Regions from separate parts of the Mus musculus genome. Here all the other regions are linked to region 1. The links are chromatin contacts, called in public Hi-C, HiChIP or PLAC-seq and promoter capture Hi-C maps. All regions are on one chromosome and are shown on one strand. The core of a region is the stretch at or near the end of the contact, and the rest is flanking DNA. Distances in the headings are between cores, read along the strand shown. Region 1 holds the start of Opn3 (opsin 3). Region 2 holds the start of Efcab2 (EF-hand calcium binding domain 2). Region 3 holds the start of Cox20 (cytochrome c oxidase assembly protein 20). Region 4 overlaps Aim2 (absent in melanoma 2).

Region 1 (6,704 bases), core at 2,619-5,118:
TTTGGAGAGTTTAATCCTGAGGACTCTGGAGAGGGTATAAATGCCAGAGCCCTGGGAGGAGAGGGGTGTCCGAGCACTCTAAAGGAGAGGACATGACAAGTCCTCCTGCTAGTTCCTGTGAGAAAAGAGATCAGAAGTTAGAGATATCCTGACTATTAAGATTGGACTTGCCCCCAAGGAGTTCAGTGCCCCTAATCAGCAGGAAGTGCTCTAAAGAGACATTGCTTCCTTCCCCCTTTATCCTTCTTTCTCTCCTACCTAGTGTTGGGGTGTTGGAAGGAGTAAGGGTTGCCAGGGAGGGAGAGGTATAAGAAACCAATGAAGTAGCTTAAAAACCAGCATCAGCAGCCCCCTCCTGTCTTCCACAGGGACCTGCACTCTTGCAAACATGAGTGTGGGCAAGCGCACACACACAAACACACACAAACTTTAAAAAAATAAACGTGTTAAAGTGAAGTTATCGCTTACTATATTAGATGTTATATCTTCTGTTGCATTGGTCTTGGTCCATTCCTGTTGCTGCAATAAAATACGTCCCACTGAGTAATTTACAAACATCAGTGTTTCCTTTCTCATCGTTCTGATGATTGGGAATCATCAAAGCTCTAGCCGTCAGTAGCTGCTAAATGTCCATTCCTCCTGTGGGCATTTTCTACTCATCCATACATGGTGGAAGGATGTTGAGGGAACCCCCCCCCCCAAAAAAAAACCCAAAACATGACCAACAGCAACTTGGGAAAGAAAGGGTTTAGTTTATCTTACACCTTCACATCATAGTCCATCATTGAAGGAAGCCAGGGCAGGAACTCAGGGCAGGAACTGAAGTAGAATCCGTTGAAGAATACTGCTTATTGGCTTGCTAGTTGTGTTTTTCTTAGGCTGCTGCCTTATACAACCCAGGACTGGATGCTCATATACCTCCATTAATCAAAAATATGCTCCACGGGCTTTCCTGCAGGCCAGTCTAGTGCGAGCATCTTCTCAACTGAGGTTCTTTGCTTTCCCCACAAACTCTAGCTTGTGTCAGGTTGGGAAAACAACACAACAAAACCAACCGACAGACAAACAGACAAACAAACAAAACCAACGACTAACCAAGGCAGGGTAGCAGGTTGCTTTACATCTGGTTCACCATGATCAGACCCAGCTCCAGGAATAAGCCAAGGAAAAACTCTCCTGGAAAGAATGTATGTTAGCACCTGATGATGCCTGTGGCCAGGGCTTGCATTCTTAGCAGTACACAGGCCTGAAGGACCAGGCACTGCTTGGCTTGTCTGGGTCACTTTGGAGATGATCTATTGGGGGAATGATTCCATGCCAAAGATTCCATAAGCTCCCATAACAGTGCCACCAGACAGGGGCCAAGTATTCAAGCACACAAACCCATAGGGAATTTTCCACTTAAACCATAACTCCCATAAAGACCTAATTTTGAAATGTACAAGAAACATTTTTATTAACAAAATCATATATGCAGTATCTTGCTTATGTGTATCAACTCTACTAAAAGACCTTAACAGTTCACAGGATTATTATAATAACTATTGTCAATTATCAAAATGTTAACCATTTCCCCCAGAGGCTCTTACTGTTTTTATTCATTGCACTCACACCTCTTGCGCAGGCAATGTTCTGGACCTTATAGGTCTATTGTATCAACCTTATTATGTTGATACAGTAGAGGCCAAAGCACAGCTGCTCACCTACTTACCTCTCTATCTTCATCTCCTATTATTCTGCTATACTGGTGCCCTCGTTTCCCTCCAAAGGGGCAAATAGAGTCCTCCCTTGGCACATAGGTCTTGTTTAGAGTTCAATGCAGAGCTGTCTAAGTAACAGCACATTTATTTTCTCTTTCCTCTTATGATGGTTTGTATATGCTTGAGCCAGGGAGTGGAGGTGCGGCCTTGTTGGAGTAGGTGTGTCCCTGTGGGTCTAGGCTTTAAGATCCTAGTCCTAGCTGCCTGGAAGGGAGTATTCTGCTAGCATATACACCTCTATTTTCTCTGCCTTATAATTGTTTATGGCACTTAGCATCTGGCATCTCATGTATGAACCAATTTGGTCAGCATTGTCTTCTCTCAACACCTCTAGAAAGCTTTAGGAGAAGAAGACTGTGTGCCAAAGAATGAATATTTTAGGAAAAAAAAATCAGGACTCTTTCCTTTCTTCCTTCCACTAACGTTGCAATCCTACTGTAGGAAGACTACTATAGTGAGACGTCAGAGGCACAAAGAACTTATTAAATGGTCCTATAAATCTAAACCACAAAATTAAAAACATTTTTTTTTCAGGGCAGGTGAGGTCAAAGGCCTTGTAGATGCTGAATTCAGGTTAGAAGTCTTAAAAATAAGATCAAGATTTTGAAGCTGGCACACACAACCTCTTAGTCAAGTGCTCAGTGCAGCAGGGTATCAAGCTATCTCGTCACTTAGCTGACTATTGAAGACTTTTGAGATGCACTGAGTCTAACACAAGTGGGAGGAGGGGTGGACACTGGTGCACACCAATTTAGTTTCCACAAACCAGTCATTAGTGCCTATGACATCTTCAGGTGCATGCAGCTCGGGACATTTTCCTCTCGTGGGTAGTCGTTGGGGACTGCAGTGGAGACAGAGAAAGCAGGCCTAAAGAAGTGACGTTCACAATCTATATTTGACTTGTTCTATATTTGCATTGCTGCTGGGGAAAGGTCCAGTGGAAAATGCGTGCTGTTCTAAATATATCCTCTCTATACCTGCTAGATTTGGATTGAAGCCTTAGGGGGCGGGGCACTGCTCAAGAGATCACCTCCAGAGAAGCATTTGGACTGGATTGTGTATCAGGTGTACCTACTGCAGACTGAGAAGGCTTGGGATCCAGTGGAAGGGTGACTTGGGTGTCACTCTGATGCTATTTCCTTCCTTATTCTGGGGCTCTGAGAGTGGCAGCTCAGAACACTGTCATAAACGCTGGGACATATCTTCCAGCTCTAAGGTAGTTGAGACTCAGCCTGCTGCGTTTGTTTGTTTGTTTTTAACGTCAGGTTCCCTGTTTATGAGATCATTTCGCTGGCGCTCTACTTCGGGCATTTCAGTGTTTTGTTTTCTTTCTATTGGGTGTATGAGGTGGGGGTGGGTGTTATTATAGCTTCCCAGGAAAGAGAGTATTTCATTCAGCATGCTTAACTGAGTTAAGCGCAGGCGTTCATAAATATTTATGAATGAGTGTATGCTAGGGTGAGTGACTTAACGGGTGAATGGACGAGATGCTTTAGAGTCCGTTGAGGGCTGTGAGGATCCGCTGTGGCTAATTTACCTCCGTAAGGGAGTTTACTTTCTCTTTTTTTCTGTACAGTCTGTTCAGGTTTCCACCTCGGCTTAAGGGTGAAGGAAGCAGAGCAAGAGCTCACTGGTCTCTGAAACTCACCTCTGCTGGGCGGGAACGCGCCCGGGAGGTGGGAGGGGGGAAAAGGGGCGGGCCGCTAAAGCAGTAGGGCGGGGCCACAGCTCAGAGGCGCGGTCAGAGGTTCTAAGAAGGCGGAGCTGTATGCCGGAGGGCGGGGCCAAGGGTGTGAGTCAGAGGGCGGGGTAACAGGAGATTCCGGGAGGGAGGAGCCGCAGGCCAGACTGCGGAAGAGTCTTAGGAGGGCGGGGCCAAAACGGCTGCCGTATGGATGAGGCCGCAAGGTAGAAGGGCGTGGCCTCCAGGGAGGTCCCGTGGGAGGGACTGCAAGTGCTAGCTAGTGGGGCTCGGGACCCACGCGGGAGGGTGGGATAGCAAGAACGCTAGGAGGGCGGAGTTTCATGCGGTGGGGCGGGGTCCTAGCACCGAAGGGCGGGGCCTCGGGTGCGCGCGGGTTGGGCGGGCCTGGCGCGGCTCCCGGGCACAATGGCCTGAGCGGCCCGCAGAGCGTGAGATCCACCCTGTTCGGGCCGCCCGGCTCACCGAGCCCTCTCTCTCACGGCGCGCCGGCGTCGGGCCATGTACTCGGGGAACCGTAGTGGCGACCAGGGCTACTGGGAGGACGGGGCGGGCGCCGAGGGCGCAGCACCGGCGGGCACGCGGAGCCCCGCGCCTCTCTTCAGCCCCACCGCGTACGAGCGCCTGGCGCTGCTACTCGGCTGCCTCGCGCTGCTGGGCGTCGGCGGCAACCTGCTGGTGCTGCTTCTCTACTCCAAGTTCCCGAGACTGCGCACGCCCACCCACCTCTTCCTGGTCAACCTGAGCCTGGGCGACCTGCTGGTATCCCTGTTCGGAGTCACCTTCACCTTCGCGTCGTGCCTGCGGAACGGCTGGGTGTGGGACGCCGTGGGCTGCGCGTGGGACGGGTTTAGCGGCAGCCTCTTTGGTGAGTCGCCCGGGACGCGTTCTCCTTGCCTCTCAACTTTCCCCCGGGTACATCAGCTCTGGGCCTCCGTCCTCCCCGGGATCGTCCCTGATAGCCAGTCATCACCCACAACTCCCTCTCTCTCCTCGAGAACCTCCCTTAGATACCCAACCCTCGCCTCCCTTCTCCCTTTCATCTGGTCTTCATCCCCAACTCTGTTTCCCTCCTTGCCTGGATTTACACACCCTTCTTCCCAGCCAGTCACCAACCCCAGCCCCTCCTGCCTCTGTAGCACTTTCCAAAGTCTCCCTGCCGCTGGCCATCTTATTTCCCCTCATCTATTTTTACTTCCTACTGTAGCTCTCAACAGGGCAGCTCACAGTGGACTTTACAGAGGGAGAAAGAAATGAGGCCCTGTAGAGTCAAGAGATGCAAGAAAAAAGTCAACTCCTGAACAGTGGAGGCGAGAACAAGGAGAGATTTAATTCACAAATTTAGTATTTGTTCCTCAGAATGACATGTAGAATCCTAAATAACGCAGTATTTTACCCCCTTTCACTCGTTAGCAATTATAAACAGTTGAATGCTTCCTAGGGGATGAGACTTTTTTTTTTTTTTAATTTCCTGTACATAGGTTCTGTCACACCAGAGGTTACAAATGGCGCAAAGGAGTCCAACTCATAATTAGCAGGGCAGCCAGTACATTTAATTGAAGTAGAACTTGTTGCTTTCTTGAAGATTTATATTGAGAATTGACAGGTTGAAGGTTGACTGATCCAGTATTCTAAGCCTGGGAAAAACGTGTGTGTGTGTGTGTCCCCTAGGGATTTTGTTTGTATAACGATTTAAAATAGAAATGGATATTTCTTAAGGCTTAAAGTCCCTTTCACAAACCTTAAAAACACATTGATAATTTACTATTGACTTGATCTTGCCAGATCTTAGAGAAAAACGTCTCTGTAATATCCTTGACAATTGTTATTTGCCAACTTACATGTGGCAAACCCAAATCTCACGGTGTTTGTCATCATTTCCTTTTTAAAGTTTTAAAACAAAATTTAGGAGTCATGATGGTTTTTCACTGATTGACAATTCTGATGCTTTCCCCTAATAAACATTGATCTAAGGATTTCTTTACATAACAATATTGAACCTAGAGGAAGGTCTGTAAGAGGATGCGAGTAGTAATATGGGTTGACTATATGATTATTCTCTCTGTTACCTTAAAAATGTTTTTCGGGGTGGGGGGGCATTTAGGCGGATTGATCTTTAAAAAAGGTGATGTGTCAGGACAGCTTGCAGAAAAGCCCTGGGGGTAGCGACAGGTGTTTGTTTGAAGACATTAAAGTCCTTTCTTTCTGTGAAGTACTTTTCTGTGCTGTGGTGTTCAGTGTCTCCATCTGAAACCGAATAAAAAGGAATGGGTTGAGTTTTCTTATGTCTGCAGCACCCACCCTGGCTCTCCCTGGCTTGCTCTGCCAATCCTATCTTCCAGAATCCTCTCTGCCCTTTCTTCCCCTTCTGAATTCCTGCTGGGGTCTGTCAGCACCAGGAGAGATTTTTTTTTTTAAAGACTACAAGAAACATTCGCCCTGGTTTTACCCGAGGGTTCCTTTATTCAGGGCATCCAGTCTTTCTTTGAATCATGTCATTTATTCCCATCCTAAAATCTGATGTAGATCTTCTGGGGTTAGAGGCTTGAAAATAAGTTACTTCCTGGAGACAAGTGTAGAGTGAGGTGACTTCAGACCGCACAGCATTCTTAGCAAGTAATTTCTTTGCCCAGAATATGCTCTTGAGTAGGGTAAAGGATGGAGATGGAGAAGACTCTTCCCTTTTCTGTTCCTAAACCAGGACTAATCAATTCTGAGTACTGAAGGAGAGGGCAATTTTAACTGCTGGAAGTTGCTAGCTGCTTGCTTCAGGCTTTGGTGATGCTGATGGTACTGGTCTGACGGTACAAGGGTGGGTCTTATGGCTACCCCATTGTCTGGGCTTTCCCAAGCCATTCATTCTCGAAGGCTGCCAGTTTCCCCATCTTTGTTATCTACTATTGAGCTTTCTGTGGTTAATGTCATCTATCCCATTTGCTTTGTATTTCTGAAGGGTATTGTGTTCTGTATGTACCCTTGGTGCTTATAACCCCCTCCCCTCTTACTACCACCTCAGCCTTGTTCTATGCCTGGAGGAAGTGCATGCATGTTTATACTTTAGATATCCTCATAGGTTTTCTCTCCCGCTTTGTACTCTGCTAGAAGCGAGAGTAAGCAGTTCACAAATTCTTGCATATATATATGCACAAGGGGACCAGGCAATTGCTTCATTTTGGGCTCTGCTCCTGGCATCTCGGAGAAGGCTAAAAATAAGAGGAATCCCTGATAATCTTGGTCAGAGG
Region 2 (6,704 bases), core at 2,834-5,333, 2.7 Mb before region 1:
GTTGGTTCCCTGGCTCCAACTACAAACAGAAGAGCCTTCTGGTACTGTGTAAAATTCTCTAGGAGACATGAACACTGGGATTAAAAGCTCCAACCAAATGACAACCTCATCAACTATCCACTTAAGCAAACAAAACAAACCAGAAAGGAAAAAAAAAAAAAAAACTCAAACAAAAAATGCTGGGGAAACTTCAAAGAAATGATAAAACTTCAAAAAGAGAAGCTTTTTCTATCACATTTTAAATACTCTTTCAGTACAAAAAAAAAAGATAAATGACTTAAAATTAACTTGGTTTTAAATTTTTTAATTCATTTGCTATTTAGCTAATTACAGAAATCTAGGAAAAAGAAAATTATGCTGTTCAAACACAAAATAAGCTACAGGGAAACATAACATCAACATATATAACCACACAGAAAGTATTTTTTAAATACATGAAAATCCCAAATCATTCTTTTTTCCTTTTCTTTTCCTTTCTTTTCTTTTCTAAGTTTTGGGTTTTTTAGACAGGGTTTCTCCCTGTAGTCCTTTGTAGGCTAGGCTCTCCTGGAACTCAGAGATCCGCCTGCCTCTGCCTCCTGATGGCTCGGATTAAAATCCTGTTTCACCGCCAGGCCCCAGGCCATTCTTAATCCATATTATCCACTTGACTGGATACCTCTGGATGTATTTCAGGGGCTTTTCCAGAGACAACCGGATCTTGAGGGCACCAACCTAATCCGTTTCAATCCACTGATAGATTCAAATTTGAACAGAACCTTGAAAAGTAAGCTCTCCTAGAGGAAGCAGGACGCTGGACAGTGTGCCTTGAGGATCTTATCTTGGCCCTGGCTCCCTATTGCTCCTCTTGGCTTCTTGTTTTCCATTTCTTCCTCTCTTATCTCCCTTACTGATAACCTCCCCTTTGGGGAGGACAAAGACAATGCCTTCTTCATCTCGCTATTCACTAAAGTTCTGCCCTGATGTAAGGGCTAAAGTTAAGCTTTAAACCCCACTCGCCCAAGGACAGATAACTCCCAGGAATGCAGAGGGCTGTTGTTTTTGTCAGATAATGAATCCCTGTTCCCCTTCAATAAACAAAGTTTGTTGTCCCAACTGCACAGGATGTGCTTGGTCACATCCAGGCAGGAGACGCACAGGCAGGAAGGAAGTCAGGATGTATGCTTGCCCCAGTGAACCAAGGTGGAAAGTAAGGAGTTTCATGAGCCTGGCCTAACAGGCACCTGAAGGATGGAATTCATCACCATTTCTGTAAGAATCCCACATAGGGACATGGCCAGTGTCCATCTTCCTGGCCAGTATTTAATAAAGCTTACTTCAGTTGGACAACCATGGATTCCATCTTCCTCATCACAATTTTCAGGTTTAACATTCACCAGACTACTTTCCATGAAGCAAGCATTAAATATATAAGAAATTGAATATATGAAATCCAGCTTTCAACAGCCATTACTTCCACAGTTAGTTGCAGACTGAACTGTTTTTTCTCCTAAACTTACACTAAACATTAAAATATGTTTTGGAAACTAAAGAAACAGAAATTCTGTCTGTCTCTGTCTCTCTCAAGCAGGGATAACAACTGTAAAAATCAGGCTGGGTGTGGTGGCACACAGTTTTAGTCACAGCACTCACTCAGATGCAGACAGGTGCATCTCTGGGAGTTCCAGACCAATCAAAGCTACAAGGTGAGATCCTAAGTGTTGTGTGTGTGTGTGTGTGTGTGTGTGTGTATAATTTTACATTGTAAAAACTTGCAGTATACTCCAATGCTACCCTAAATAAGTCTTTAACTTAAAAAGAAAAGGAGGGGTCTGGAGAGATGGATATTTGTTCCCACTGTGTTAATAACACCTATTGTGTCTCTAGTTGTGGTGTGTTTCAGCTTTAGCATATGCATTTATCCAAGAGTTCTCTGCTTGAATATTATAAACAAAATTAAATAAAGTCAACCATAAGTTAAGAGGTGGAACAAGCAACCAATTGACAGAGAGTAAACATAGGATTATTTAAAAAAAAAAAAAAAAAAAAAAAAACAATGTCTGGGACACTGGCTGAGGAGCAGGGTCAGCTGGGTGCTTTCTCTGCTTCTCTGAGCTAGCAAACTTTCACCACAGATTCTGGCTCCCGGGTTTTCATTGGTAAAACCAAATGATTTAGATTTTGTTTAAAAAACAAAACAAAACAAAAAAAAAACCCAAAAAACAAAAAAACAGATGGCTCAGAGGTTAGAAGCACTACCTGCTCTTCCAGAGAATCCTGGATCAATTCCCAGAACACACATGGCAGCTCACAACCATCTGCAACTCCAGTTCTGGGGGATCCGACACCCTCACAAGGACATACACAAAGGCAATACACCAATACACATAAGGTAAATTAATTTAAAAAATAATTCATCCCCTAATGATTTTCTCCTTTACTTTTTTTGAGGGGGGTAATAAAAGTATAACTAAAAAAAAAAAAATACTTTCTGGGGAAGCTTTTTTTTTTTTTTTACCTAAAACTTTTTTTTTTTTTTTTTTTTGAGACAGGGTTTCTCTGTGTAGCCCTTGTTGTCCTGGAACTTACTTTGTAGGACCAGGCTGGCCTCGAACTCAGAAATCTGCCTGCCTCTGCCTCCCAAGTGCTGGGATTAAAGGTGTGCACCACCACCCCCGACTCACCTAAAACATTTTTTATACAACATATTTTGATCATATTCTTTCCCTTCCCCCAACACCTCACCGACACTCCCTGCCCTCTAACTTCATATTCTTTGTAAAAACAACAACAAAAAAGTAGAATAAAACCTTCCATTTCTAAAATAGCACCACAAAAATCTTGATACCTTAGTAGAGTTAAAACTCTATACTACAATGCCGACTTCTGAGATTAATTTTACCATCTATAAATCACAGGTCATCAATAAGATCTCTAGCTGCCAGGAGTGGTGGCGCACGCCTTTAATCCCAGCACTCCGGAGGCAGAAGCAGGCGGATTTCTGAGTTCGAGGCCAGCCAGGTCTACAAAGTGAGTTCCAGGACAGCCAAAACCAAAAAAAAAAAAAAAAAAAAAATCTAGGGTCTCAAGTTTCCCTGCTGGGTTCCTGTAATCACCATGACAATGGACTAAACAACTCGTGTAAATATTAGTTGTTAACCTAACTACTGTGTTCCAAACCAGAGGGTGGGGGTGGGGGTGGGGGAATACAAGAGGGAGGGGAGAGAGTCAGCAAAGATGGAGTGTTACTTTCACTTTTTTTGCAATGTTTGCCATTTACTATTTTAGGGCTTGCTTGACTATTTATTTAGCGGTGATGTTGTCAATTTATCACGTAATGGCTGTTGAGTCACAGATCCGATTTTAAGTCATTCGGCTGGGTTAGCAACAATTCAAAAGGTCTTGCAGTTCAACATGAAACATTAGTTTTTCGGGTCCCCTGAGGCCTCTCGGGTACCCGGCCGGTCTGGGCGGCCCGACAAGTCCCGGCTGGGTTTTCTTTAAAGTGATTAAAGTGCGTGTTCCTTATGCAAGGCTCTAGCGCGACCCGGGCCGCTAGGGCCCAGTCTGACCTGGAGGCTGCGCTCCGCCTGGCGGAGGAGGAGGCAAAATGGAGGCGGCTGGGGCCGGGTTGGGCCGGGCTGGGCGGGGTTTCGGCACAGCCGCAGAGGATCCCGCCAGGTTCTAGTCGCAGCTCCAGTCCTCCATGAGGCCGCCCTCCGGGTTACCCACAGCCCACCCAGACCGCGGCTGGCGCCCTCACGGGGAGGGGAGGTGCCAGGGACAAGGACGCCATTATGAACCTCCCCGGCGGGGGCTACAACAGCCCGCGCAGACCTCTCGAGGGGACGGGAGGGCGGACGGTGGGGACGCGGGCTGGCGCCGCTTTTCAGCCCACTGTCGCCACGCCGAGGGGCTCAAGATGTTGGCCGGGGGGCGCTTCCTCAGGCGCAGAGGCGACGTCGTGGCACCCCAGGCAGGGTCCTACCTGTCCCTTCCGCGTCCCTTTCCTCCGCCATCTTGGTGCGGAGCCGGTCGCCCGGGAGACATCCAGCACGAACCCTGCGGGACCCCGCGGGCGGAGAAAGCCCCTGGATGCACGGTGGCCCCCCGATCCCCGCCCCCACCAGAACCGAGGCCCGCGTTCTTTGGGCCTAGGGGCGTCATTTATTAACAAGGCTCCGGAACCCGCCTGGGCCTGATTGTGACTGTCAAGGACGTAGTGTGCCTTGCTTATTTCTTTATTCATTTCTTTAATTACTTATTTTATTCAGCTTTTTTTTTTCCCGGCCGTCTCAGGTGCGCCCCAGAACCGGGCGCAGACCTGGCGGCCCCTTACACGGTCCCTCCCCGAAAAGCGTCCGCCCACCCCAACCCCACCCGAGCCAGGCCTTGTGGCTCTCTGGCGTCACCCTCTCCTGAGCGGAGCCACTCTGCCAGTCACGGAACTGGAGCGAAAACGGACATGGGCCAGTGCAGGAGGAAGCCCAGCCTTTCCCCGGGATCGCAGAGAGAGAGAGAGAGAGAGAGAGAGAGAGAGAGAGAGAGAGAGAGAGAGAGGACTTGCTGTAGAAAAACATGTGCAAAATAGGCGCAAACACTGCGTCGCCAAGGCTGCAATTTCTGATACAAAATAGTGTTCTCATAGCAACAAATAAATTGACGGTCTGTTCTCAGGGATACACACATTTTGTATGTTGATGGTGCAATTTGGCATGACCTTCCGATGAGAATTTTGAGTACTGAGAAACTTGGCTATCGCGTGTTTTGTTATTTGATGGATAAGCTCAGAATACTAAGATTCTCCCTTAAATGAAACCCCCCCAAAACAAACAAACAAACAAACAAACAAAAAAAACCCAACAGTTTTGAAATGTCTAACAATGTGACTCAAATTAATATCTAGTTTTAATCTTTAATGATAATTTCATGGTATATGTGTACTTATTTAAATATTTTTGTAAAAGTAACTAAATGTAGAGGCCTTTGTTTTGTCTTGATTTTTCTTTAATATAGTTATTTATTCACTTTACATCTCAGTATTTTATTTTTTATTATTAGTTTTTATTCATCGAAGTTCTGTAATCTCAGTGAATGAACCCTCAAAGCAGGCCAACTGTACTCTTCATTAAAATATTTTTTTCTATAGGCAATAAAGATTTGATGAAGTGTCTAACTACAATTTGAATAATCAGAAAATGGTGCATATCAAGCAAATTTCCCCAGCACTCAGGAGGCAGAGGCAGGCAGATTTCTGAGTTCGAGGCCAGCCTGGTCTACAGAGTGAGTTCCAGGACAGCCAGGGCTACACAGAGAAACCCTGTCTCAAAAAAACAAAAACAAAAACAAAAACAAAACAATAAAACAAAAAGAAAGAGAAAGAAAGAAAGGAAAAGAAAGAAAAGAAAGACTTCCAAGATGAACTCAAGCATACAGTAAATTAATCACCCCAAAATATGGAAGAGTAATTTATATTAATATTTTATTTATTTTATATTAATATTTTATTTATTTTATATTAATATTTACATTCTGTGTGTTCCCCTTACTCTCCCTGAAGATGAAGGACTTTGTAGCAAGTATGGGAAGGAAGAGAACTGTCCCTTCCTGATGGAAGGTGACCCTGAGCATTGCCTGCCCCTTATCTTTACCTCCTCTTCAATGGTCCCATAGGCAAAGTTTTCAAAATGTTTATAGTGCTTTTATTTTATTTACTTGTTTCTACCACATACATTTCCAGCCAGTAACGTTGTTCTATACACTGGGACATTCTGACTGGAATTGTGTGTGAGAGATGTGTGTGTGTGTGTGCGTGTGTGCGCACGCACCTGTAGCTTGTAGTTTGTGTCTTTGCTTTAGTGTTTTGTATGAGGAAGGATTCTCTTTAGGTGCTCAGACTGGTCTTAAATTCCTGGGCTCAAGTGATGCTTCTGTTCAGCCTTCATGAGTTTCTAGAACTTCAGGTGCACACACTGACATCTAATCTGAAATAATATAGGTCTTAAAAATGAAAACAAGCTAGTGTTCTCAATGACTTTTCCAAGCCACTCAGATTCAATGAACTTACTGTAAGACAGATTTTCCTCTTGCTTTATATTTTTGTATCAATAAAAGTATTGGCAGCACATGGTAAAAAAATGGAATCCTTACATAAGCATTTGTTCATAGACCTAGTTAACATTTAAAAGTTAAGCAAATTTCTCTGTAACTCCCCTCCTAACATTTTGTACATTCTACTAAACTAATAAAGTATTTCATTTTAGTTATTCTAAATCATATTAGTTTGTACTCCTTTGAGTTCTTCTTGAAAATTTAAAACAATACCATCAAATCAGGTGAGGAAGTTGGGAGATGGAGGCAGGAGGATCAGGAGTTCAAGGTCACCCTCATACAGCAGTGAGTTCAAGGTCAGCATGATGATGGAGATTTTACTCAACTGTAAAAGGTACATGCTTACCATTCATAAAAGCCTAGGTCCAATCCCCAGCACCAATAAAAAGAAACTACAACCAAAAGGCTTGGACCTTAGGTAGTTAATACACTGTTGATCTAGGTTTAGCATTCACACCTATAGTCACAGCATTGGGAGGCTGGGATGAAGATTTCTGAAAGTTCAAGGTCTGCCTGCGCAATAGTCTAAGACCCTATAACAAAAAGCCAAATTAAAAAAAAAAAAATACTGCAGGGCAGGTAGTAAAAAAGAAAGAAAGACCAGGCAGTGGTGG
Region 3 (6,704 bases), core at 1,427-3,926, 2.6 Mb before region 1:
AATAGATCCTAATGAGCCATAGAGTATAGATTCTCGAGCACATGGAGTGTTCTCAACATCTAAAATACCTAGGAGCTTGAAGGGCTAGGATAAAATGAAAAAGAATTTAGCCTGAACAAGAAAATAGTTAGGTTCCTATTCAATTTTTAATTACCAGTCAGCCAACTTAAAGTGTTCTAATCTGCCACTTCAGGATTTACTTCAGCATTTGAAATAATGAGCACAGTGATTAACCTCTAGCATGAAGTGACCAGTCTTCCAAGGACATGTCACTCAGCACTGGCTCAGAGATGGGGGTCAAAACATTTTTCACACTCTGTTCATGCAAGTCTTAGACATCTGGTGGTTTGTGACTGTAATGTAATCCCAGCAATCAGGAAACCACAGCAAGAAGAACCACAACTACATTGCTGTGAATTGGAGGTCAGTCTGAGCTTGAGGATGCAAGACTACACATAACTTATATGACAGAGCATGTGCGAAAAGAAGCCATTCTCTATTTGTACCCCAGCCCTGGAAGCACAGATGTTTTCTGCAATGCCACTCAATGCTTCTAGAGGATGACTGCATAAGAGATGAAACGTAACACTGGTGGGGAATGGAGTAAAAGACATGTTAGGTTCGGTTAAAGATAGGGTAGAGCTGCACTCCCCTTAGCTCAAGGATCTGCCTGAACGTGTGTAACCTGGCTTTCATTAAAGTAAAATTGTTCTTTCACTGATGACTTGCTTCTCTTGTTTTTAATCATACACCCAATCAATCATTGTGGGCTGTTCTCATCATCAAACTCTCAAATAAGAAACTACAGGTCTACTGGGGAGTTCACACCATCTCTGGAAATTACTCCTATGCCAACTAGCATCCAGTACATGATGAACATGGAGACATTCTGGTAGCGTTAGTGAAACCAGTTGTACCTATGTACCTACCACCTGTATTCTTGCCTAGTTCAGATAGCTTAAAATTGGGTTTCTTGTGAGAGATTCCTTGCTTATCCTATCACCTACATGGTGGTTTCATAACTCCAGTTCAAGAGAAAACTAGGATTCAAGTTGACTGTCCATCCTTTTCCATTAAGTGTGTCATTGCAAAAGGAGACCTGGTTGGCATTAAATCTTTCAAGCTTCCTGTGGCAAGCTCATCAGTGGTCCTAAAAGCCAGTTTTGTATTGTACTCAACCAGTCTCCCCCCCCAAAGGACTGCTTTGTAATCCTTTCATTTGAAAGGATTTTAAATTTGAAAGGATTTTAAATTCTGTAAGTTATATCTGTGGGTGTCTGACTTGGGCTGCCACAAGAGCTCCAGAGACTTGAACAGAGGTGGTAAATAAGCACCTTTACCTTCTGAGGATTGCGCTTGCTTCCACATCTTAAGTCCTAATACTACCATTTTTCTGTTGCCTTGCAAGACTATATTAACTAGATGCTCCTGATTTTACTTGAGTACCCACACGCTCATGGCCACTGTTTAGGCAAAGATACACTTAGATTCCATCTCACCGGGAATCTTGAGAAAACATTTACAGTAATTGGCTTGCTGTTCCACTGGCCTGGGGATTTGGCAGTAGCAACGTTCCAGTAGCAGTGTCCCCTCCTTTTACGGATTTAACATTTGTGACCTGTTATCAGCTGAATACCATTTATTCGACTCCCTGTTTGTGAGACTATTCATCTGCTTATTTGGTCTTAGTCGGTTTTGCAAACCGACCAAAGTATCAAAGTATTTTCAAGTAGTTTCTCTTGCTTCCAAAATCTTTTCTGAGACAGGTTTTAGGTTTACTTTGTAGCCCTGGCTATCCTGGAACTCACTGCCTCCTAAGTGCCTGGTTAAAAGGTGTGCCCATCCCAAGCCTTCATGGCTTTATTTTTCAGAGCAGAGTCTTTTTGTCAAACCCACTGTTCAATTTCAGCAAGTCTAGATGAGCTATGAAGCAAACACTACATTTGACCTTACTTGTGCTAGCAAGTTTTCATTTGATAGGTAGTGTTTTAGTTGTTTAACAAAAGACATCTTTAGACACTTGACCATGGCTTAATTAGTCTCCACTTGGGACACCTTCCTGTAGCCATTCTATCAGGCCTAGCAGTTCATGGCCAAACTGCAGTTTTATCCCGGCTGGCTTAAATGGATGAAATTCGACTGTCCCGTTACCCCAGTAGGATGTCGGCTTCATGCAGAGTGGAGATTTCGTCTTTTTTAATAAGAGGTCAAACTGCAGTTCTCACATTGAACTAACAAATCTATACCTTACCTGTGAGTGTGCGCTCCTGTGTTGTGCAAGGAAAAGGACTGATTCACTTGCTGGCCCAGAACTCACCCCTGCCTCAGCCCTCAAAGTGGAGATTACTGGCATGCACCATCACGCCCAGCTCTCCAGAGTTTTCATTTCCCCTTTATTAGCCCTTTCTACCAAATCCAATGCTAGTTTTGGATTAGTCTCCGTTTTCTGACCCTGCAGGCCTGCTCTTCACTAGTTTAACTGGCAATTTAGATATATCCGGGATATGAGGACTAGATCGCTGATATACCTCGCGGCTATGGGATGGGTCTAGGAAACCGGGTCGCGGCCTGCGCACTGCACACCTCCCCCCACCCCCCCTTGCCCCATGGCGAACATTACCTTTTTCTCCGTCTCGTGGGGCTCCGGGGCGGCCGCCATGGGCACCAGTCCTCTCCATCGCCCCGCCCAGGCCCGCGACGGGAGCAACACGGGCTCCGCCCACCCCATCCCCGCGCGGCGGCGGCCATCTTAGGGAGCGTTCCTGGGGCTGTCCGGAAGCCCGCCCTGGCACACTCCTTTGTTCCATGGAACCGGCCACACTGTTTTCCAACCCGCAACCGACCATGAGGAACGCGAGTGGTGGCAACCTAGAGAAGCGCCACCGGTTCCTGTCTCGCAGGCAGGGTGGCCCGAGTCAAGGAGCACCGAGAAACTCGCTTCCCTCAGCCCCTCCTCCGCCTTAACCGCCATTTCAACCGTTGTGCGCGTCCCCGTGCTGGGCGCTGAGGGCGGAGCCGGGGCCGCGCGTCGCGCGCCGCTTTGTCCTCTTAGAGGGCGGGAGTCCGGGTTTGACGGCCCCCGCACTGCCGGAAGTCGCCTGGCGCTGTTTCCGCGGGCCTCGTTCCCAGCTTGTCCTTTGTCCTAGCTTTGGTGACCTTGACAACCTCCCGCACCCCCGCCTCGGTCCCTCGCGGCGGCCTTCCAGCGCCCGCCAGGCCCACGCCCCTCCCCCTCCGGCCCGCAGATTTAGGTTAAAAATAGCGCGCCGCTCGCGTGGAGGAGACTCAGGACAAAATGGAGGCGGCCGCTACCTAGGGGGCATGCGTCAGGCGGCAAGTGCCTTCCTTCGGGAGGGAGGCCGTGGGTGACGCGACGGTGACATAGCGGGTAGAAACCCAGACCGTGGGTCGTTTGGGTCCAAGTGTCAGCCAGTTCAGCAGGCGATGGCGACTCCGTTTTCGGGTTAATGTCCTGGCCCCGGCCTTTTGCCTTTCTTTGTTTACCTATTTCCCGATTTGGCCTCTTCCGTTCCAAACGGCCCTTCCCCGGAAAATGTCCCGGCCTGTCATTGTGCAGAGTCATGCCGCCTTTCATGTAACGTGCTGCACGCTACTTGCCCGTCAGTGTTAGCTGGGAGGGTCTCATCTTAATTACCATGCGGACTGCTTACTGTCTTATTCTTCATGCTCATTAACTGCTTTTCGCCAATCCCAGGGGGTAAAAGTGATTTATATTTCTCTTTATGCGTAGTAAGTTGTTTTTTGTTTTTAAGGAAGCTGAACAGTTACAAAGTGTATAATGCTCTAATATTACTAGGACTAGAAAAGGAACTGTTATCTTGACAGTTTGGGATACTCTACTGAAATTCTTGGCTAGCCAGGCTTTGAATTTTTGTCTGGAAGGTAATATTTAAGGTTGTAATATTCCATAAAGGAGAGAGGAATTCTTTTGCATTCCTAATTGCGGTATAAAGGACGTAACGGGAAAAATACCGAGGAAATGGCGTTACCGTTTTACTTGTGACTGAGACGTTGCTAGAGTATACTGAGTTGGAGTCCATTTCACTTGTTTGAAAAATGTCATGGATTCGATAAAGTTTCTTAATTTAACGAAAATAGAATATTTTTCAGTTTTGTCTTTTAACAGTTAATAATGAAAAGTAACAAGCTCACCCTTCTCCTTCTCCCTGAAGGTGTGGATGAAAGAAAACGACTTTGAAGAGAATAGAGTTTATTCTGTAGTAAAATGTAAATGATCATGACCCAAGGACAGGATTCAAACTGCCCCCAAACCATATTCAACATAAAAGTGTTACAGTCTTATGAGTTTTATATGGTAACAAAAGAGATAAGACACTTCAGTTTATGGAATGTCTCTGGCTATTGGCCTTAGATTTCATCTGATGACATTCTCAGTCTTTGGGATTGGTGGAAGTTAGTGTTCTGTTTATACATTCCAGAAGGACAGTCACAAGGATAGATGCTAAGCTATACATAGAAGTGGGCAATGAATGGCTATTAAGGAGGCCAAGGATAGCCTAAGATAATTTAGCTCCAGGCTTGCAGCATTCCAGGTCTCTCCTGTCACAGTAGAATCAGCCTTGTAGAATTTTTAACTAAGGATTGGGGTGAGTGGTTGTGTGGTTTCCCCCTCATAGGAACTATAGTTAACAAAGGAGTTAACTGTTGTGTTCTTCCAATCTGTTTTCCTTCTCTTAATTAAAATTATTATGCAAATACATTTTGGAGTCATTTAAAATAACATTAGATGCAGATGTGTTGGCTCTGACCTAAAAGCCCAGCATTCTGGTTGAAAGAGTAGGTTTCTTGTGACTTCAAGGCCAGCTACAAAGTGAGGCTCTGTCTCACAAAAAACTGATAATAACAATGGAGGGTTTGAAGGTATAGCTCAGTGGGTAAAGAGTACCCAAGGCCTTGTTTTTGATTTGATACCCAGAACTGTTAATATATGCACAAAAAAATTTTAAAACCTACCAGAATACATGGATACATGGAGTAAAAACTAAAGCCTCCAATCTCCTATAAACATCTTTTTTACATTAACCTGATATGACCGAAGTGGGCCTGCTGCACCAGCGGCACTGTTTTCTACCTTTGGTTATTCTTGACCTGTGTGTGTGTGTCTGTAAGCACCTGGAGGTCTACTCCCTTCAATGGCTGCACAGTGTCCCCTTAAGCTTTTTGCTGCTGAATGACGTTTCTTTAGAAAGCTGCACATTTTTCTACTAATCCAAACCCAAAAAAACGTCAGCAAACATCTTTGAGCACACGCTAAAGATTTTCTGTAGAACACATTTCAAGATGAGGAAGCTGGCTCAAAAGCCTTGGACACGTTGTTAGGTCCTGCTGTTGTCCTCTCAAAAATGTTGCCCTTGTGATTCCCATGAATAAGCATGAGAGTGACTTTCCTCACTGATTTTTAGAATCACCTTTTGTAATGTTTGATAGTTTCTGGATCTGATGGAAGAATTTAAACTTCCCTATTACCAGAATAATTGAGTACTCTTTCAAGTGCTACTTTGTGCTTTAATCTTTTTATTACCTTTAAGTGTGTGGGTGTGTTCTACAGTTTAGGTGTGGAGATGAGAAGATAACTTGCAAGGGCCCTTCTGTCCTGTTATAGGGTATCTGAAGAGAACAGCCCAAGACCTGAATAACTTGAATGGAGTCTTTATTTAACCTTGGGCAGGACTGCTCCAAGCGAATTATTGGGAAGTATTGTGGAACTCCAGTTGGCTTGATTTTTTTTTTTTAATTTTTTTTTTTTTTTTTTTTTGGTTTTTTGAGACAGGGTTTCTTAGTGTAGCCCTGGCTGTCCTGGAACTCACTCTGTAGAGCAGGCTGGCCTTGAACTCAGAAATCCGCCTGTCTCTGCCTCCCAAGTGCTGGGATTAAAGGCGTGTGCTACCACTGCCTGGCGTGATTTTTATTTTTATTTATTATTTTTTTAAAGATTTATTTATTTATTATATGTAAGTACACTGTGACACTCCAGAAGAGGGAGTCAGATCTCATTACGGATGGTTGTGAGCCACCATGTGGTTGCTGGGATTTGAACTCCAGAGCTTCGGAAGAGCAGTCAGGTGCTCTTACCCACTGAGCCATCTCACCAGCCCCATGATTTTTATTTTTTAAGGGGGAAAAAATGCAATTGTGACATATACAGAAATCGAGTATTGCTTACAGAAGTAGAGAGGTAACAGTTTATGGTCAGGCAGGTAACATTTAGCTCACAGCCCCATTATACAGGAATTTGGGACTAGTCCAGAGACCAGTTTTATCCAAGATAATTTAGCACTTAAAAGTATTCTTAAGAATATTTTGTCCCTTTTCCCTTTCTGCCACGCCATGCCATCCAGACTGAGGAAGACCCGGAAACTCCAGGGTCACGTGAGCTGTGGCCATGTGAGCATAGGTAAGCACCGCTGCAAGCACCCAGGAGGCTGTGGGGAGGCTGGAGGCATGCATCACCACAGGATCAACTTGACAAATATCATCCAGGTTACTTTGGGAAAGTTGGTATGAGGCACCAGAGCTCCTGCCCAACTGTCAACCTAGATAAATTGTGGACGTTGGTCAGCGAGCAGATGCGGGTCAATGTAGCAAAAAATAAGACTGGAGCTGCTCCCATCATTGATGTTCGATCAAGTTACTACAAAGTTCTGGGCTCGGATAGCTCCCCA
Region 4 (6,704 bases), core at 1,390-3,889, 2.3 Mb after region 1:
TCTTTTTACCTTCTCTCTTTCTCCCTGCCTTTCTACAATAAAGCTCTAAAACCATAGACTGTCTCTGCTCATCAATGCCCGCCATGCTTGAACAATGGGATACACTTTCTCCTAATGAGCCACGTCTAACTTCCTGCCAGAAGGCCATCCTGTGCTCCAGCCATGGACTGGACCAAGGACTCTCACCCGTGTGGGAACCATCAAGCATCCTCTCCCCCTGTCCTCTCCTCCCTTCGACCTTGAAGCTGACCAAGCCACCTGGGGCCCCCCATTTGTTCTCAGCTCTTCTGCAGTATCCAGCATGGGATGCCCAAGGCTGAGAACCTGGTACCTTAGGGCCGCCCCTTGTCCACCCCCTGCCCAGCTGGGATTCTGTGGCTTCCCACAGCCAGACACCCACCCAGGGCTGCGTGTAAAGCATGCCGCAGTCCTCCCACATCCACCTGCCCAGAGCACCGGAACTTTGGCGGGACGCGGGTTCTCTCCCACTCACCTCTTTCCCCGACACTCATGGCCCCACAGTGCACATCTTTAAATCTAGTACCTGGAGGTGTGAGCCAGGTAGATCACCAGGTCAGGGGGAGTTTGGGATACAGAGTGGGATGTCTGTGGATATTAATCAGAAATTGTGAAATGACTGAACTTGGATTCATCTGTACGTGTGAGATGTGAGGACTCTCAAAAATCATAGGAAAAAGAGAGGTGTGAGGAAACTAAATTTTCAGCTTCAACTGCAGGAAATTGAAGGTAGATTATGGCATAGTTGAAACTTGGAGATTAAGAGTGTATTATCATTAGAAAAGACTGAACATGTCCAGGCACTGTGCTACACACCTGACATTTCATCACTTGAGAAATGATGGGGCAAGAATTGCCTCAGGTTGGCCTACATGGTAAGTTCTGTGCCAGCCACGGCTTCATGGAGAGATCCTATCTCAAAACATAAAACCCAAACCAAAAGGCTAATATAGCTGCTGCTAGTGAGTAGGATTTGAAGTAGTAACACATGAGAGAGAGAGAGTTACTCTTTTATTTTACCTTTTTTTTTTTTTTTGATCAGTGCAAGAGGACTAAACTATGGACATTGTGCATGCTAGGCCAGCAGCACTCTGTCACTGAATACCATTCCCATCCCCAAAGAGCTATTCTCCCAATGTTGACAGTACTATTTGAATTTTAAGTCAGAGCAATATACTGACTTGATAAAAACAAGGATTAAGCCTAAAATATAAGGGACTCTGCTAATTCTCGCTAAAGTGCTTTACCATTCCATCACCCCCAGGAATCATACATAATAACGTTAATGCCAAATATGATCCATAATAAATTAAATAACGCTTTAGAAATAGAATTAATTACTTCCAGCTAAATTGGTTTCGAAAGAATCCATTAGGGGGAAAAGCGCTTGAACGCATCAATTCCTTCTTAATTTTATTGTAACACAGTTTCTACTCTGTATCCCAACCTTCCCTTGACCTGGTGATTCACCGGGGTCACATCTCCAGGTACTAAAATTAAAGATGTGCACTACGTGTGCTGCAGTGCCTGGCTCAGGGTCAGGTTCTCAGGAAATAGGAATTCCATGAAGTAGAAGCCTACTTTTGTGAAATGGAAGTTATTTCATAATATTTTATATGTGCGTGCTATACATAATACATTATATGTAATCTATAACACATATATAATATACATATGGCCACATAGTGCATAATTGTCTCAGACACAAGGTTAAACTTTATTACTCAACCACTAAGGGCTACCCTTTCCCCAGGTTACCTCACAGAACATTACAGTAACTCTGACTCAAAGCCTAAGTTACTGGAGCTGGGATGAAATGAAGACTCGTAGTCAGTTGCTCAGAAACACATCCATCACTTCTGTTCGCACCTATTGTATTCTGCTAAGATGCCCATTTTCTTGCTCTTGCTATGCCTTGCCTTTTTAGAACATCTGGGAATAATTCTTTACCCAAGATACAAACCATTTTTTTTTAATTACGTATTTTCCTCAGTTACATTTCCAATGCTATCCCAAAAGTCCCCCATACCCTCCCCCGCACCACTTCCCTACCCATCCATTCCCATTTTTTTGGCCCTGGCATTCCCCTGTACTGGGGCATATAAAGTTTGCAAGTCCAAAGGGCCTCTCTTTCCAGTGATGGCCGACTAGGCCATCTTTTGATACATATGCAGCTAGAGTCAAGAGCTCTGGGGTACTGGTTAGTTCATATTGTTGTTCCACTGATACAAACCATCTTTAAGGATACAGGAAGATTAATCAAACCCTAGATGGTGGATCCTACAATTCTCCAACCCCATGGTTCCTATTTCTTGTTCATCCCATCCTTCCCTGAACCTGTTACACAGCTCAAAACACACCTAAATTTCCTTCCACAGAAGGATCAATAACATCAAATTGCTCAAGATTCTTGCTGCAAACAACAGAATTGACTCCAGCTAGCTTAATAAAGTCTTGTTTTCTTAAAAATAATAACCTCAGAGATCAGTAAAGGATAAAGGAACAAAGTCTGGTCTAAACTCACAGAAAAAGGCTCCCCACCCCTCCCCCCACCCACACATCAAACCACACAGTGAAACTGTTCTGAAGGAGGAAGCTCACTGCTGCTGTCACCTGCAGAATGCCAGGATCTGTCTCCACAGCCACTGCTAAAACTTCAGCACCAATGCTGCCTCGGTGTCAGCAATCCTATTGCAATTTCAGTTGCTGCCTGAAAGCTAATCACGCCTAAAGGAGCCATATTGGCAAGGGCTATGCCCTCCATGTTTCTGGTCCTTATACCAAAGACGTCAGACTCAAATCTCATCTGGAAAGCACCCGTTAGGGCAAGCCCTTGTCTGCTCCAGCCATCTGCACTGCAAAGGAAGCTGAAAGTTGGACTTACTTCTGGGTTGGGGAGGTAGGACTATTACATGTGAATTATTTGTAAGATGCTGGAAAGTCCCAAATGTGACATGTGCCCAGTAAAAACACAAAAAAGAAGGGGGAGGAGGAGGAGGAGGAGGAGGAGGAAGAAGAGGAGGAGGAGGAGGAGGAGGAGGAGGAGGAGGAGGAGGAGGAGGAGGAAAAGAAAAACCTATTTAAAAGAGGTAGAGATTTGAAGGCTAAACCCAAAATGCTGGGTCAGGGAAGCATTCAAAAAGTGTCATTGATACAGAAAAACAGGAAGAGGAGGAGCAGGGCAGGGCAGGTGATAAGAATGTGGGCTGCGTGCAAGAAGTGTTAAATTTGAGGTACTCATGAGATATGTAAATAGAGAGATTTAATTGAATTTATGAACCTGGAGCTTAGATGAAAGGTCAGAACTCTGGATAATGCAAACTGCATTAGAATGCAGATGGCAACTGATGCTGTGGAGAGGATGTGGCTAAGGAGGGAGGTGAGGTGGAAGCACCCCCTAGAGACTCAGGGAGCCATGGCACTGGGCAAAAGAGGAGCAAGGGAGGGAGACTGAGAAAGAAAGGTCAGAGCACTAGAGAACAGAAGCACAAGCTAGGGGGTACCAGAAGGCAGGATAAAGAAGGAGGATGGGGATCAATAGTGTAGCATACATTTGAAACTTGAGAAAATAAGACAGATCTCAAAGGTTCTCACTATACCCACGGTAAAAAGATATCTATGTAGGCAAACACACAAACACATACACATACACCATACACACACACACAGAGAGAGAGAGAGAGAGAGACAGACAGACAGAGAGACAGAGACAGACAGACAGATTAATTTTGTTCTATGATTATCATTTCACAAGATATGTACACATGAAGATACTACATTGTGTCCTGTTAACGCATACCCATTATCTGTGAATTATAGCTCAATAAAGGCAGCGAGTGGAAGGTTTCAGATCTTAAAAGTTCTACTAAGATTTAGGAAGCATACAGGTGGCTATTGCCTGATTTTCCTATGATATTTTCTATAATTTTCACCCCTCGTATCCTGACTTCTAGTCTAGGTTGCTTGGCGGATGCTGGGCCATACTGTCCTGAAGCAGAGATGAACAGAGACAGGAACAAAGCAGAGATACTGGCCTTTGAGAAAGCTGTAAGCTTCTGAAACCGCAGGATCATACAGCTTTGCTACCAAGTGGAAGGTTCCCCTTGCCTTCTGCCTGCACACAGGCTTTGTTTCTAGTGTGAGCTGTCCCTGCTCTCATGCAGGGGCATATGCCTAGGACCGTCAGGTCAGTGGTCAGGCCTTCCTCACATCCCTCAACCCCCTGTACTGAACCCTGCTGCCTTGGAAATCTTGCCATTCTGTGCACCCCCTTCATTTGATCTCTACAGTTCATCGCCCAAGCCCAAAGCCAGGATTCCATGATTTTCCCATCATGGTCACATAAGACACAGAAGTTCATGATATCTGCCACCCTATCAAACAAATGAAAATAAACATCAGCTTGGATGACCTTAAGTCTCACGGTCTTATGAAGTACCTACTCCATGAGACTACCTGAGTGTATCTGGTGGCGGGGGTGGGTGTGGGGGTGGGGAACATTATGAACATCGAAAGAGTTTATATAGTTAAAAGACTAAGAAAGACAATAAAATACTAAGACAAATATAAAACATTATATTATAGCAAACACTGTGCACTATTACTAGTATTAGGAAATTTTTGTGTTGTTTCTGCTATTTTCATAAAAAGGCAAGCTATAGAAGCATAGGGCATATTCAGATATCGTTTATAAACAATGTAAAAATCAAGCCAGCCATGGTGCTGCACTTAAGGGGTGGAGGTGGCAAGGTCACTTCAAAACCATCTTTGGCTACAAAGGAACTTCAAGGACAACTTGGGCTACACAAGTCCATATTTTAAAAACTAACAATGAGCAAAGAGAATGCGATATACTGAGACCTCAACCCACAACTGTTAAGTGCACGAGTTTTACTAATATCCATAAAGCCATTCCATGCTCAACTTACCAGGATTGCTTACCATGTCCGCTTAGTGTGACTCATACTTGGGACACCAGTGAAAAATGAAGTCAGAGGTGACATAGGAACATGTTGGAAAGTAAGGGGACTCAGTTGACCTCTGATTCTGCAATTACAGTCTGTATGCAAGGACCATCCCTTTGCTGAACTTCAGGATACATGAGGATAAGAACAGGTTTTCTTTTCTGGTTTATAGCCCAACATTTGTAATAATCATTTGCTAATGAGATTTTAATGATAAAAATCCATCATACCGTTTCCGTATATAAAAGACAAGTTCTTCTGCTGCAGTTTCCTTCACAATTAGAAACTTTCTACTTATGCTTGCCGGTTCCTTGTCTCTCACCTATCATGTCAGGTGGGAGAAATGTTACAACATTATGAGAAGAGCCAATGTACTTGGTGATGAAACAGAGAACTGACAGTTACGGAGGCTTCAGGTGGGCAAAAGGACAGGACAGGGAGACACAAGGACAAAAGGACAAAAGGACAAAAGGACAGGACAGGGAGACACAAGGACAAGCACAGAGTCGTTGGGATATACTCAGACTAACAGAGGGTCCAGAGGAATGAAATGGCCCTGACAAGCACAGCAACATGGTATGCGCAAGTGTGCACATTCAAATATGTATATGTATCTGCATGTGCATGCATGTGTGTGTGTGTGTGTGCGCGCATGTATGCATGTGTGCATAAGATAGAATCTTTGTCTCTGGTATCTGATTCCTGTATCCTCCTGTGAATTGCCCAGGATGTTTTATCAATCATGTGGCATACCTGAACATCACAAATATGAAAGTACCTAACACACTAGGATTCCCATCAGCCAATGCAGTCTATCGTTTATTGATTCCTGGTATCAAAAACTTCAGCCTGATTTTCTAATTAAATTCTAAAACATGTGCTTCTGCAGATTGGTACCCAACACCTCACTTTATGTCAATAAAGCTGTGATGTCCAAATACCAACTGTCTCTATTCTCTCTGTTGATAACTAAAATGTATACACACATGCATACATACATGCATACATGGATACAGGCAGTCACATACATATGTATCTGCTTCTCATATTTTATTTATTTGTGTCATTATCCTTGCTTTGTCTTTTATTTAAAGTTGACATAAAATTCTTTCTTAAACTCCTGGTTGGGAGTTCTTACACAGGACATGATACATGATTGCCATAGTCTGGGTGACTTTTTCTGGCTTGGAAGGTCACCGTCTCTGAACCTCTCACTTCAATGGTTACAATCATTGTTTCAAGTGATTGATTACCCCTAACAATCCTGCAAAGTTATATCATATCCATTTTGAAGATAGGTAAAGAGAGGCTTAGGTTTGTTGTGTGCATGGCCTAAGATCATATGATTAATACAATGTACAAAAAAATATCCTGAACTTGAGCCAGCAGAAACCACAGCCCGAACTCTGACACCTAACCACATCACCCCACACCACTTCCTGGTAGCAAAGTGAATGGAATCAGCTCTAGTCAAGATGGAACCAGAAACACAGAGGTAAGAAACAGCTTCCTTACTAAAAGACTCCTCTGAGCTAGCTTACTTTAATAACCTCCCAGGCTTCCCTGCTCCATTTCCAGTGTTTCCCAAGTTCTTCATCCTTGCCATAATTTCATTACTTTCTTCTCTGGATAACACAAAGCTCTTTAAGGTATATACCAGCCCACATAAAAATTGGGCACTCCAGGACATGTCTCCCGAATCCATAAAGCACATGATCACAA

What was found. Hi-C and Micro-C count contacts between places; a contact is called where the count stands out from the background. HiChIP or PLAC-seq counts read pairs in DNA pulled down with a chosen protein or histone mark. Capture Hi-C pulls out chosen DNA fragments and counts their contacts.
Region 2: an H3K27ac HiChIP or PLAC-seq map of extraembryonic endoderm stem cells shows a contact between it and region 1, with 8 times the contacts expected there. The contact joins the promoter of Efcab2 here to the promoter of Opn3 in region 1. A contact is called at or near these places in 1 of 39 promoter capture datasets (pre-B cells), 1 of 115 datasets of contacts at active chromatin or transcription factors (extraembryonic endoderm stem cells) and 1 of 9 other capture datasets (adipose tissue).
Region 3: a contact with region 1 is called in a promoter capture Hi-C map of liver, with 4 times the contacts expected there. The contact joins the promoter of Cox20 here to the promoter of Opn3 in region 1.
Region 4: a contact with region 1 is called in a Hi-C map of B cells, with 5 read pairs. The contact joins the enhancer-like site here to the promoter of Opn3 in region 1. A contact is called at or near these places in 2 of 39 promoter capture datasets (hippocampal neurons and pre-B cells), 1 of 484 Hi-C or Micro-C datasets (B cells) and 2 of 115 datasets of contacts at active chromatin or transcription factors (astrocytes and embryonic midbrain).

What each region holds. Positions count from the first base shown.
Region 1 is chr1:175,689,796-175,696,499 of GRCm38.p6, reverse strand. Opn3 (opsin 3) reads left to right here and starts at 3,868. Exons shown (of 4, transcript NM_010098.3): 1 at 3,868-4,330. The coding sequence starts at 3,964. Gm39707 (a long non-coding RNA gene) reads right to left here and starts at 3,454. Exons shown (of 3, transcript XR_865748.2): 1 at 3,409-3,454; 2 at 469-519; 3 at 1-115.
Region 2 is chr1:178,403,397-178,410,100 of GRCm38.p6, reverse strand. It overlaps Efcab2 (EF-hand calcium binding domain 2), which reads right to left and starts at 4,083. Exons shown (of 7, transcript NM_026626.3): 1 at 3,968-4,083. The coding sequence starts at 3,998.
Region 3 is chr1:178,315,125-178,321,828 of GRCm38.p6, reverse strand. Cox20 (cytochrome c oxidase assembly protein 20) reads right to left here and starts at 2,676. Exons shown (of 4, transcript NM_025511.2): 1 at 2,621-2,676; 2 at 1-84. The coding sequence starts at 2,659. It overlaps LOC115487370 (a long non-coding RNA gene), which reads left to right and starts at 5,933. Exons shown (of 2, transcript XR_003948789.1): 1 at 5,933-6,436. It also overlaps a transcript of Hnrnpu not described here.
Region 4 is chr1:173,437,431-173,444,134 of GRCm38.p6, reverse strand. The region is part of intron 2 of Aim2 (absent in melanoma 2); the gene reads right to left. Among named protein-coding and RNA genes, the nearest start is that of Aim2, 20 kb to the right of the region's middle. Within about 2 kb of position 2,639, at least 79 of the 459 cell types and tissues checked have an H3K27ac peak or open chromatin away from gene starts, as enhancers often do. A contact at or near this core is called in B cells and pre-B cells, where this site is marked.